2 separate regions of the Arachis hypogaea genome follow, and region 1 is linked to region 2. Evidence: chromatin contacts called from public Hi-C data. All regions are on one chromosome and are shown on one strand. The core of a region is the stretch at or near the end of the contact, and the rest is flanking DNA. Distances in the headings are between cores, read along the strand shown.

Evidence for each region. Hi-C and Micro-C count contacts between places; a contact is called where the count stands out from the background.
Region 1: a contact with region 2 is called in a Hi-C map of leaf, with 6 times the contacts expected there. The contact joins the promoter of LOC112776891 here to the promoter of LOC112775615 in region 2.

The regions. Positions count from the first base shown.
Region 1 is chr19:44,372,054-44,378,812 of arahy.Tifrunner.gnm2.J5K5, forward strand. LOC112776891 reads right to left here and starts at 4,643. Exons shown (of 4, transcript XM_025821162.3): 1 at 3,944-4,643; 2 at 3,405-3,566; 3 at 3,057-3,140; 4 at 2,611-2,969. The coding sequence starts at 4,504. The coding sequence ends at 2,832.
Region 2 is chr19:44,016,406-44,023,749 of arahy.Tifrunner.gnm2.J5K5, forward strand. It overlaps LOC112775615 (mannosylglycoprotein endo-beta-mannosidase-like), which reads right to left and starts at 3,399. Exons shown (of 12, transcript XM_025819368.3): 1 at 3,081-3,399; 2 at 2,405-2,543; 3 at 2,019-2,217; 4 at 1,991-2,016; 5 at 1,849-1,907; 6 at 1,709-1,757; 7 at 1,150-1,380; 8 at 643-812; 9 at 316-520; 10 at 1-134. The coding sequence starts at 3,253. LOC112779746 (putative UDP-glucuronate:xylan alpha-glucuronosyltransferase 4) reads right to left here. Exons shown (of 2, transcript XM_029295738.2): 2 at 5,434-6,416. The coding sequence ends at 5,434.

The sequences.
Region 1 (6,759 bases), core at 3,393-5,892, 360 kb after region 2:
AAAAAAATATAATATAAATAAGATCACGTTAATATTAAAATAATAAAAAATATTTATTTAATAAATTTAAAGAATAAATAATATATTAAAAAAATAAAATTAATTTTTTTAAAATAATAGAAAATGATTGAAGTGTCTATTGAGCCGCTAGTTATAATAATGAATATCACATATTCCAGTGCGTATCACGTTAGAAATATAAAACTGTAAAATTATTAGGGTTTTCAAAGAAAATAGCTTTTAAAAATTTTTATTTAATAAATTAATTTTAAAAATAGAAAATTTTAATTTATTAATTTGTGTAATCCACTCATTGCATCTATAATAATTGATTATAATACACTATTGATCGATGTAGCGGTGGAATATAATATAGCATTATAGCGTATGGATCCTATGGAATAACAGCATGCCATGATCTGTCGAATCTGATTTCTCTTAAATCATGTCATATAGTATTTTTTGGATCTCATGATTTGCTGCTTCTAATAAATGTGCAAGGATTATCTTATTAAAATTTCAACATGTGATAACATTGTCGATTCTTCTAAACAAACCAAGTTTACGGATTCACTTGTCTAGTAGTGCAATGTTCTAATTTATTTTTGTATATTATTCTTTCTAACTAGATTATTTGAAATCGCTATTCTTTTCATTTCAGCCATGGTTCCATATGATAATCATATCCTCTTGCTTTGTCAACTATACGGCTTCGTGTTTTATTTTGAGGAGCCTTCTCTCTCATCAGCTTTAGTTAGGGTCATTCTAAAATAATTGTTACGGTAAGTATAGTAAATATAGTATTTGATCCATTTTTGGGCTAGTGTTTGCATTTGATTCATTTTTGCAACAACATTGCCCAACATGATTTGGGTTGTTATTTTTGTTGGGCCTTTGTTGGGCTTTCTTGTTGGACCAATTTTTGAGAGGGCCATCTTTCTTTTCCTCGTTGAAAGTCATTCTCACGCTCCTAGTTTTGGTGAACTCCAATTTCTTCAATTTATTGGTCTTTGCCATTTCCATTAGGTCTACTAATTCATAACCTTTGAGTAGTCTTTGACCACTTGGTGTTGACTTTTTGGTTGGTTCACTTGAATGTTCATATTCATTATTTTTTCTGAGATTTGTGACTCTTCCTCTATCTGCATATATGATGTATTCACCTAGGAATCATGTGAATGTAAATTAATATGAAAATTAGCATAAGGAATTTTTTAATCAGATAAGTAAAGAAGTGGATAAATTAAATGACCACATTACCATCTGCGGTTGATAGCAAATTTTGTGCCTCCTTTTGACACATGGTGCAGTTTTTCTTAAAGGTATAATAACTCTACAAAAATAGATAAATAAATTAAAATTAGAAGCTTGGGTAATTTGTTGAGAATTAGGAGAAATTCATAATAAGTGGTGAAAATGTTGTTACATTGGGAGCAGAATTGGAGCAATGCATTATTGGATAATATAGCTTTTATAGGAACTATGTTGCAAGAGAGATTTTTAGGATTTGATAGAATAATACGAGGTATCTAAATTTAAAAAAAAGAGGTCTGCTACACATACAAGCCTTTTTAACTTATAAGTTATACAAGTTATTCCAAATCCAAAAAAAAAACACGCGTCCCTTCAATAACACGTTCACTCTTCGTCTTCTTCCTCAATCAAAACGCAAATCATCAAGAAAAAAACACGCGCCCCTTCCACAACACGTTTACTCTTCCTCTTCCTCTTCAATCAAAACGCAAATCATCAAGATTTAAGGGACATTCAAAACAAACTACTACGATTCTGCAGAAACATTCCAATTCTTCACGAAGAGTAGAAGAAATCAAGAAGAAAAGATACAAATCTCCAAAAATTACCAGAAAAAAGGAAGAAATATTATTCAAGGTACTGTTTTACTGTTCTTCTAGGTTTTTCTTCTAAATTGTCTTTGCCATGTGCCTCATCCTTAACCAGCAAAACATTAAAAGATTTCAAGAAGAAATATACTGTCTCCTCCTGTTTTGGGTGTATTTCTTAAATCGTTTGGGTGTATTTCTGTAATCATTTGGGTGTATTTCTGTAACCATTTGGGTGTATTTCTGTAATCCTTTTTGTAACCGTTTGGGTGTATTTCTGTAATCGTTTGGGTGTATTTATGTAATCGTTTGGGTGTACTTTGAAAGTTCTATTATCTTCAAAATGATTTCAAAGTTTGATTTCAAAAACCATGAAAATCGAAAAAAACAAAGCAAAGAGAAAACGCATGAAGGAGATCCAACAAATTTGGCAAAAAACTCGAAAAAAAAAAACAAAATCTTTTGAAAAATGGAAGTTATATATTTGTGCGTTAATTGATTTAAATTGATTTAAAATTCTGTTAGAAAGGCACGTAACAAGCAGTGTGTTTAATGAATAGATTTCGTTCAGACTTGTAAAGCTTGTAAATACAAAACACTTGTATGTAAAGATTAATCCTAAAAAAAATCATGTAAATTCATTCCGTTCTTAACTTGTATGATTGATCGGAACAATTTATTCAGCTCAACAAATATGACTAGATGAGCATAATCATACTAAGTTTTCTGTAAAATTTTGAATTATATACATAATCCACTGAGAGATTAGTAATTCAGAAGTTCTAAATATCATTAAAAATCATTATTCCAAAAACAATTAAAAGAGGTGTACATTTTTTTGGAACATCATGTCAACATCCATTTATCACCTTTATTTAAATTTTGGTGTGGTCTCTGCCTTTCAAGCTAACTCCACTTATTTTTTTGTCCCTTAAGATCTTTTACGATGCAACATAAATACTACTAGGTTTCAAATTTTCAAATAACACGTCATTCTTCATCCAAATACGTGTAATTATGTAACACCAGAATACAGCCTTCCATCACTATAACAGCCTTCCCACGCAAAAGCACTCTTTGCTTCTTCTCATCAACATGAATATTGAAAACACCCCCTCTGCTTGATGCCTAATCAAATAATATTGAGTTTGAATAAAATTTAGTTTAAGCTAAAAAGATAATTAATCACACAATAAGTTAATTAAAGAATAGTACCTGATAAGCATTTAAATCACACTTGCCTAGCTTCTTGCTCCAATATGATGCTATGGCACAATGTGCAGTACCACAAACAGGATCCTAAAACAAATTGCAAGTTAAATTTACCATATGACCTCATCTCATCACTACTTCTAATTTGATCTATTTGATTTTAATTTAAGATTCTATTTCAACCTTATATACATATGATACAACACCCTTTTATAATTGTACTAAATGAACAACTTCTCTTAAGAGATAATGCAGGTATATATATATATAAGTTTATCTTACTAAGATCTTATGTCTGCATCAACAATTCATCATCATATTAATAATGCAACTGAAGGAACATTAGTTTACCTCGTTGATTCCGAATTTCGGGCAGAAGAAACGACTGTAGCAGTCAAATCCTGAGCCTGAAGGAGCAGTAGCTGTAACAATTATTCCCCTTCCTGGAAATTTTACAATTTCATCAAGTTTTGGTTCTACTTTTATCACTGCTTCTCCAGATTTCACTACAACCTATCAAGAAACCATAAACTTTAAATGTTTGCTGAAAATATAGTCTTCATAGGAATAAATTGATCACTTATCTTTACAAATATTTATAACAGTCACTTTTTAGTAGATCATAACAATGATAGTAAAGTTAGGAGATTACAAACAGGTCATCTGAGTTTTGTATCCCCTTTAGATCAATGATCTCAGTACCACTTAATGCCTCAGTGATCACAAACTAACTTTTCCCTTTTCATGAATCAAAGAACAGAGTATTTCAATTTTGATACAAAGGAAAACAAAAGAAAAAAGAAAAATCATGCAATGCTTTTTCATTTGAACATTCTCCCAAGTCTACTATTCCTTTTCCTAGTTACAATTAGCTTCGCCGGAGAACAAACCCTAAGCCTCTCAACCCAAAATTTGAGGTCCTCTTTCCCAAATCCGCAACTCGCCATAAAAAAAACGCCAACCGCAAACCCTAAAACCCATTCCTTAATCGCCTTCTTGCCCAAACTCATGCGAATCAGCGAAACCCCAGCAATAGAGAACAAAAACGCCCTCACAAACACGTCGGGATCCGAAACCCTAAAGGACCAAAACCCCGCAGCGCAACACACCAACGCGAACAACGCGAAGAGCGAGAGTTTCTTCTTTCTCTTCTTGTTGCCGGTCTTCTTCGGTGGCGCAACGATTCGGGTGAGGATGGAAGGTTCTGGAAGATTCAGCGGGGTGATGTGGCCGCGGGCGATTTCGGCTGCGAGGGAATTGAAGGGTTCCGGGAGGATCTTGAGGTTCATGGCGACGATGGATGCCAGCTGGAGAATCTTAAGATTGGACGGCTGAGATTTGAAGAAGGCCTGGCGGCGGTTGTTGGAGGCACAGACAATGGTGGTTGTGGGAGAGAGGAGAGAAGTTGAAGGGTGATGGAGGATGAGGCATGGGTAATAGGGTTTCAGCATTTCGAAGAAAAAAGGAAATTGTCTGAGCGAGGATGAGTGTAAGGGGTGACCGTTAGAAAGGTGGTTCTTGAATTTCACATTTTGATCTCATACTGCGACTTCTCTCTCCTGTCTGACTATTTCTCCATTTGAGAGCGTTTTTTACTTTTTAGCATGAAAAATGAAGATATTTTGGCCAATTATTGTGAATTTGAAATTTGAAGCGGTCATTCATTGTGGTTAGGGTTGGAAGTCAGACAAGCAAATTCATGAGCCAGGATTTGTTAATAATTCGATAAACTAAGTTTTTAAGTTGGTGAGAGGCTTATGTCTGGAGTTAAATTCATAATTATTAGTTTGTGAATTTTTTTTTTTACCGAAAATATAGAGACTCGAACTCCCAACCTCTTAATTGAATATATAAAAACTATACCATTTGAGCTATTGTTTCTTGACTATTAGTTTGTGAATTGTCTTGATTATATATGTATATGGTGAATTCTATGGTATAGAAGTGATTATCTTTCTACATGTGTAGAAATATAGTGTCCATTCTTTTATTATGCCAAGTGTATATGAGAGAGAACTAGAAGTGACACCTTACAGTGAATATTCAGATGCAATAATAAAATTTACTGTTCTCATTACTTGAAGGATTAGTAACATTTTTAAATTTAATTAAATTTAGGTGGGTTAATTAAAGTGAGAGAATAAAAAGATAATAAACTTAAGTGAGTTGGGTTTTTTTTTAAATTGATTATTGGCATAGAAGTAAATAAAAAAAATTCCTATTCTTATTTTATGGTTCTCTCTTATTTTAACCCTTAATCATTATATTATTGTGTGAATATTAATATGAGTCCAAATATTTTTTTTTCGATTTTTCCGTAATAATAATTATTTAAATTTTAAACTCATAATTCAACTGCTTTATGCTATCATATTTTTTTTATAGCACTAATAATTATGAAAAAAGAATGGATAACAAATGAAGTCATGAAAAATAGCATCTTACTTGCATTCACTTTATAAAGCTTTAAATATGAATAGGAAATAAATATACTCTATTACATGTAGATTAAGGTTTACAAATTACAATACATGTCACATGGTAAAATAAGAAGCATTCACATGCATGTACTATGGTTTTTGTGTTTCTTTATTTTTAATTATTGATTTTAATTAAAATATATTATAATTAAAATTAACAATTATTAAAATTAATTTTATAATTCAAATTAATAATTAAAAATACTGAAATATTTCATATCATGATACATACGATATGTTTTCATAGTATATTATTTTTATATGTACCAATTTTATTAACGTGACATAATAATAATAATAATAATAATAATAATAATAATAATAATAATATGACCGTAATATTTTTTCTTTTCAAAAAGCTATAAAAGAAGTTGAATGAATTTCAACTATTGATTGAGTATATATAAAAAAGTACTTCGTTAAATATTTATATACTTCATTAAAATATAATAATATCAAATTTTCAATATACCAATTTGACAATCATAACATGTAATTTAAATGAAATATATCAAATAGTTTTATTATAAAAATATAATTAATGGTATAAATATTTTTTCATATGAAGATACATAAAAATAATTAGACTTTTTTAAAGTATTACTTCTAGAGTCACAATTCAATTCGACTTCAATTGCAAATTTTTTGTATTTTACAGAAAATTTTGTTGTTAAATGACTCAGATCTCAGCAATATAATAAATAATAAAAAAATAAAATAAGGAACCATAATCCGAAATTACTTGGAGTCATTTTTATTAACCCAGATCTTAATCACCACAATAATCAATATAAAAAAAAGTCCAACTCAAGTAAGTCTATTGTCTTCTTTGATTCTCTCACTTTAATTAACCCACCTAAATTTAATTAGATTTAAAAATGTTACTAATCCTTCAAGTGATGAGAATAGTAAATGTCAATGTTGCATCTGAACATTCACTTTAAGGTGTCACTTCTAATTCTCTCTCATATACACTTGGCATAATAAGAAAGTGGACACTACATTTCTACACATATAGAAAGACAATCACTTCTACACCATAGAACTCACCATATGTATATATTAATACACATATCTTATATGTATTTAATCTATATTTTTAATATTATATATATACATATGAAATAGTAATATATAATTATATATTAATGATCTTAATTATTTAAAATTTTATATTTATTTTTTATATATAACTTTTATGTAAAATATAAATAAAAAATTTATAA
Region 2 (7,344 bases), core at 2,149-4,648:
GCATGATTTCTTAAAAGTTTGATTGTGTCTCTTGCACAAAACAAGAAAAGATCATGGTCTAGCGGACCATTTGGGTTCGACACTGGAATACCGCGCCCGTCAACATCCCCGGTAATCCAGAACTCTTGCCATACCTGCAAGAGTCAAATCATTAATATCATCAAATATAAAGCCAGTATCATGACAACAATATAAGAACTTAATTATAAACAAACTATTGAGATCTCCGAAAAAACTATACCAATAAAAAAGGACACAAATAAACCAAGAAGAAAGAATGATAAAGCAACACAAATGAGCAAAAACCAATCTTACCAGAATGCCATAATAGTCACAATAATGATAAAATTCTGGCCTTTCAGCCAGTCCACCACCCCAGCAACGAATCATCTTAAAATTCATATCCGCATGAAATTTGATATCCGTCTCATACCGCTTCTTTGAAAGTCGTAGTAGCCCGTCAGACAAGATCCAGTTACCGCCTCGGATGAAAATTGGTTCTCCATTGACCTTGAACAACCTATGATATAATAAACATGCAACAAAACATATAATGCAAAATTTGAAAACAATTTTAAGTTTGGAATTCTACTTAAAAAAATGGTATGTGCTACTAAAGAAATACTGGAAATTTTACCATACCTGCCACCGGTAGCATCATCAATATGGCTTTCAATTTTGCGGAATCCGAAGAGATGGCTCCATGTATCAGACTCACCAAATCCTTCAACATCAATGCTAATAACAACGTCGTACAAATTTTGCTTTCCCATTCCATTTGGCCACCATAAATTGGGCTTGTAGAAGAAGAGCTGCCATTACAGACCATTAACACTTGAACAGAAGCAACGAAACTTCAAGTTACCCAACTTAATTGGATCAATACTAAAAGTAGGTTAGAAATCAATCAAGGATCACATTTTTTTTATCAACATAGGGAGAAAAAAAAGATTAGAAAGAATTAAGTGAGTAACATAGACAACATAACAAATAAGTTATGAAAATGGAAAGCTAACTCAAAGTAACAAAGTTCTTGAAAAAAGATGTCATGATTAAAGATTAAGTTCTTCATGTTTCAAAAGGTTAAACCAGAAACAACAAAGCAGTAGATTGAGCATTTTCCCAGGCAGAATGATTGCAGTCACTGACCTCAGGAAAAGTAAATTGCACTCGAGATTTTGGAGGAACTGATAGCATTTGAGTTTGAAGCTTCTCCACCAATTGAACACTCCCCTCGAGTTCTGTTGTCACTTGAATTTTCAAAGAACACTCAGCAGCTGAGGAGCTTCTGTTTTCCACCTCAGTTGTGGCATGTAGATATACTCTCTTATAATTGTCAAAAAATGAGGACACCAAGTGGGGATCGGTTATTTTTACCGGCTGCGCCAAATATAGACACCAGAATCATCCTATCAAAGAGCAGCTAGAAGTACTATGAACTATATTAAAAATAAAAATGCAAATATGCTTGATCATATTTATCAAATAATTAATTATAAGGGGATGCATGGAAAAAACAAGCTTAACAAATCAACTCTTTGATGGTTTGGAAATATTTTAATATTCAATCATGATTTAATGAAAGTTTGGAAAGCTAAAATGCATTTTCTTTTTAAAAGGCATGTGCTTTATATGGATCACAAAATTATTGGAAAAAAGAGAAAAAAAAGAAGTTTGCAAGGAACTTAAATCATTCCTTAAAACTCACCCCAGTAATAAAAATGGAAACTTCATCCCATATTCCAGTGTTCCTATCTCTGCAATCAAATTAACTCTAGCATTAGCTTTAGATAGTCCAGAAACTCTTCAAATTTCAGATAATCAAATTAAAAGCAACATCAACTTTACCTTATAGGAGCTATCCAGTCCCAACCTTCAACATACTGTGTGGCTACATCTTTTCCTATCTATAAAAATCAACAAAATAGAAAAGTTAAGCAATTGAGAGGGAAAAATTCAATGGATTAAATCCAGTAATTTAATCTTTGACCTCATGGTCGCCACCTTGTCCCCCTGAGGAGGAATTGTCCCTGGATGATCCGGTGGGTGAACTAGAACAGCAAGCAAGTTACTGCCATCCGGATTGAGAATACCAGTGACATCAAGAGAATGCCTCCTAAACATTCCTTTTGGGAGAACCATTTTGTGCCCATTTAGATATACATCAGCAGAGTAATTGATTCCGCGGAAGTTCAGATCACACTTCTGGTTAACTGACTGCAAAAGGCTCAACCAAGAAAAGGATAAACTGAATTCGGTTAGAATTTGGAGTCTATATGCTATGATGGGGGAAAAGGCCTTACACCAAAGTCCAACTTGAATAATAAAATTATATAAATATTATATATCATGATACTGTTTCAAACTTTTGAAATTGCATCATATGAGAGAGGAGAATCCCTACCAGCTTGCACTGAAAGGTTGTAAAGAACCAGAAAGTGTAATAGTCTCTTCCAGAATCAGCAATATCCAAGATTGCCTCATTTCCAAGTCCATAGAAAGGATCAGGCACAACTTTGTTCTTCACCAAGGTTCCCAAAACACTGTCACAAGAAAGAAAATGGAAAATGAATGAAACTCACTTAAACCAATTCAATTTAAGTCTCAAATCATGTTCAAAACTCAAAACTTTCACAAGGAAGCAGGTTTCAACAGAGAACTCTGTTCCTTTTTATCTGTAACTCCAACAGAATCCGAAAACGAGGAACGAAGAGAGTATCAAAGAAACAACAAGCGTGTGCATGGATCATTGCAGCTAAAATAATAAGGCTGCATTTGTTAACTTAGAACTGGAAAAATGTTACTAAAAGCTACAAATTTGTATCTATTTGTTTATCCAAAATACCTATCTCATTCTAACAAATGTGCAGAATATAATGGCAAGTAAAGCTACTAAAAGAGTCAACTACTATCTCGTTAATGTCTCTAATGTTAAAGGTAGCATAAGACTAAAGATAGTGAAATGAAAACAGAGACAAAAACAGAACTTTTCTTGTCTCTGACTCTTATCTCTATCTTTTCTTTTTGGATCTTAAGATAATTTAGTGTAATAAAGAAACAGAAAGAGAAAGAGGGATTACGTTCCGGGAACAAGAGCATGCATCCATGGTGGGGAAGTTGGGGCAGCGGTGGAAGGAGGGTTGGTTGTGGTGAGCTGAATGCCACTGAACTGAACCTCAGTGGACCTTGCTGCAACCCATTCTGAATCAAGAATCATCTTCCCTTGTGCCTCTTTCATCACATTATTCACCATGTCTCTTACTCCAAGTGTGATACAATCATGTGATGAAATTTATGTTGTCGGTAACAACAAGAGAATCACAGAAAGTGTATTATCACTATTTGCTATGTTATGTGATAATGCGTGTGGAAATTGGTGTTGTGACCACTGTCACCGAGTCACTAGTTGACTCACTCTTATCTTATGGTCCTTCATGCAATCATATCATTACAACAATCACAAAATCATCTTTAATTTCCATTGTTACATTTGAATCCACTTTAAAATCACTTGGGGTATTTTAAAATAAATTCCACTCGTAATTAAGTCTCGTAACTTTTAGTCCCATCCTATCAAGCACGGACTATTCTCTGAATTGTGTATCTGCGTGTTAGACATATTTTATAAACGATATTTACTGGTGTTTGGTATCTGTTGTGTCCAACTGTATCTTAATAAAAAACAAAAAATATTTTTTTAGATACATATAGACATACTTAAATATTATTACGTATTAGTATATTCAATTTTATTTTAACATATATTTTTAAAATAAATTTAGATATAATATATATTATTATTTATTAAAACAAAAAATATTTTAAATACTTGACATAATTAAAATAAAATATTAAATAATTAAATTAATTTATATTTTAATATCAATAAAATATCAAAATATTATTACGATTACTTTATATTTTATAATATTTTAAATACTTCATATTTTAATATGTGTGTCCGCGTGTCTTATAATATTTTAAAATTTACGTATTGACGTGTCTCGTGTCATGTCCGATGTTTATATCAGTGTCCGAATATCATACGTGACATTCTTTCCGTATTTAATTTATTTTTAATGTATTTTATATACATAATTAAGTTAATAATTATTTTTTTTACACATTAGATATACCTATATCAAAGTCGTATACGAATAAGTTCAAAATATAAATAAATACAGGTCAATATGAATATGTACGACGTAAAGACTTAAGGAATAAAGAATAATAATCAGTTAATTGCAGGTTTTTATTTCTCTTTTTTAAGTAATATCAAAAACACTTTATAAGGAATTTTTGTTACACTTTGTGTCAACATATTTTAATTATCAAATCATTTGTTAAATTATTAGTTCATAGATAAATATACATTATTTTGTTTGTTTATTTTAAAAATTTGATATGAGAATTTTAAAAAGTTTTTAAAAGATTTTATATATTTATTAAATAATGATAGAATTAATTTTTCTAAATATTTTAGCAAAATATGATGTATGATGATTTGCTTAGAAAATAAAAACTGTAAACTAATTTAATAGTTAAAATTTATTGAGGACTAAAATATCTAATTAAAATTTTTTAAAATAAATATTTGGACTTTTGGAGTACTACTTTTTCTTTATGGGAAAGTGGATTAATAAAAATATTGCACAATATATAATGTAATTGACTGAAATTAATTACATTAGGAAGAGGATATTACTCTCAGACGGATAGAGCACACGGGGTATTAATTTCTCGTTTGACTTATAATAATTTCTCGTTCTATATATATTAAATACACACTACAAATTTTTTTTTAATTTAAAAAAAACACATCATAATACATTTGCTACAACAATGATACTAAAAATTTACAACAGAATTAACAATGAAAGCGTACAATAAAAATAATATAATAGTTTTAACAGCAATAACTTTGTGCATATAGTTTTAACAACAATGACATTTTCTCTTTCTTATAACCGCTAGAACTAGCTACTTTTTAAATTTTATTGGAATAGTTAAAACTATTTTATACGACTACTTAATTATAACATTTTGAATTATTAAAAAAAACTGTTTAATTCTTACAATTCTCTAAAATAATAATAAAAAAATTATAGTGTAAAACTCTTTATATAATACCATATTTTTTATATAAACATGAATTAATACATATATAAGTGGTAAGAAATTTCGAGTGTGATCAGAATTTATATATTAATTAATTTTTAGTGTGTATGTATTTTTGATATTATAATTAAGAAAAAAATATAAGAAACAATTTTTAGTTAATTAATACAATCAACTTTATAGTTTAAGATTTATAATTTAAAGTATAAAATTAAAATTTTATAATTTAAAGTTTAAAATTTAAGATAAATAAATAAATTTTAAAAAAATTGACTAATATTAATAAAAAATTGAGTACCTAACATTAATCATTAATTAATTATAATGATCCGCAAGACGGTTCCTTCTTGGATCCTTAACCTGAATGTTCCAATGATCATCATTGAAATTTCTATTATTTCTTGCCCTCTGTCTCCTCTTCACATTCCTCTCATCCATCTTCTTAGAAAGTCCACAATAACTTTGCAACACTTTTGGCATGTTGTCATAAACCTCCCACCACCTTTGGTGTGCTGAATCACTAGCAAAAACATGTAATTTTAACATGTCCCAGTTACAATCATAGTTCCTGTAACACATCCATGGCTTCAACCCCAAGTAATGCATCACATACAACTCGTTTGGTATCTCATGTTTCTCATTCTCCCCTGGCAAAGGCTCAAAGTTCTTAAGGAAATTAACTTTTCTTGGTAACCTATGCCACCATGTTATTACTTCATTGATTAAACCTTGGTCACCACCATTATATGATTTGATCTCTAAAGTTTTGTCTAGCAAGTGCCTGAACATGCATTGCGACGGCTCGATCACCATCATCCCCGAATTAAACAACGTGAAATCGTTAGGCGCGGCGGATAATTGAGGGTAACTAAAGAAATCGTCAATGTTCTTGAGGACTAATAGGTCAGAATCTAGGAATATGATTTTGTCATACATAGTGAGTTGCCATATTCTTAATTTGCTATAGTTCCATTCATTGTAGGTACCCTTTTCAGCATAAGGGTTAAGGATCCTTTCTATGCGCTTGATTTTCCACCCTGCAGCTTTGAGACCCCTTATGGATTTGGGAGAAATTGAATCATCTGCAAGAAGAACAAGATCTATGATGTAATTGTTGTATTGAAGGGTGCTTGATTCTCTTTGAATGAGGCTTTGTGCTAATGCTATTGCACCACAAACATATGCTTCTGATGAGTGAAGAACTGTCACATAGGCAAATCTTGGTAACTTCATCATGGTTTGATTGTAATTTTCTGTTGCTGCTGATTGTGACATGTAGCCCCTCCATACCTCTTTGCCTTGCAAATCATCAATCATATCAACAATTGTTACTTGTCCAACTCTTTTCTTAAGCATTTTAAAGACAATTAGAGGTGAAAGCAAAAATGAAAATATATAGTATTCTTTTATGATTTCTCTAAACAACTTTTTTTTAGATAGAACACCAGATTTTAATAACTTACCTAACACATTCTTGACAGTTATTTATAAGATAAAACACAATTAATAATTGAGTAAATTAAATAATTAAATTGGTTCTTAAAATATTACACGATTTCTGTTTTGGTCTCCAAAATATTTTTTTAATCAAATTCATCCCTAAAAAATTTTAAGTTAGCCACGATAGTCCTTCTGTCATTTCTCTCGCCAACACCGTTAATGAAAGCTGATCTAACACGTTAAATTACATCTCACCATATAAAACGACATCGTTTTAAGTCAAAGAGAACTGATTCATCGAAACAGCATCGTATGGATCAGTCTTCATTCTTCAACCACATTTCCCTTCGCTCTCAGTAAACAAAAAAAAACCTTGTTCTTCGTTGTTCTCTAAATCCAGCAAAGACGCTCATTGGAAGACGAACTAGGTTGGATTTCGACGCGCTATTAATGGCAGGTGTTGTGATGCGTCTTCTCCGGCAAGAGTTGGTTCAAGTTTCACATATGGGACGGCAAGAAAGGATGAGAGATAGTGATTGAAATAACATTTCTCTCATAAAACTCTCCCTCTCACTTCCTTTTCGACGTCGTTGAGGAGAAGACAAAGAAATCTTTATCATTGTCGCCGATTGAAGCATCCGGCGTGTGTTTGCGAGTTCGCCGTTGTGACTTCGGTGCAATGATTGCATATGTGACCGACGACCATTTTCGTCATTATTTAAGGGATTTTTGTTACTAAACTTGTTAGGATTGTATTAATGATAAAATTTATTTATTTTTTGTTAG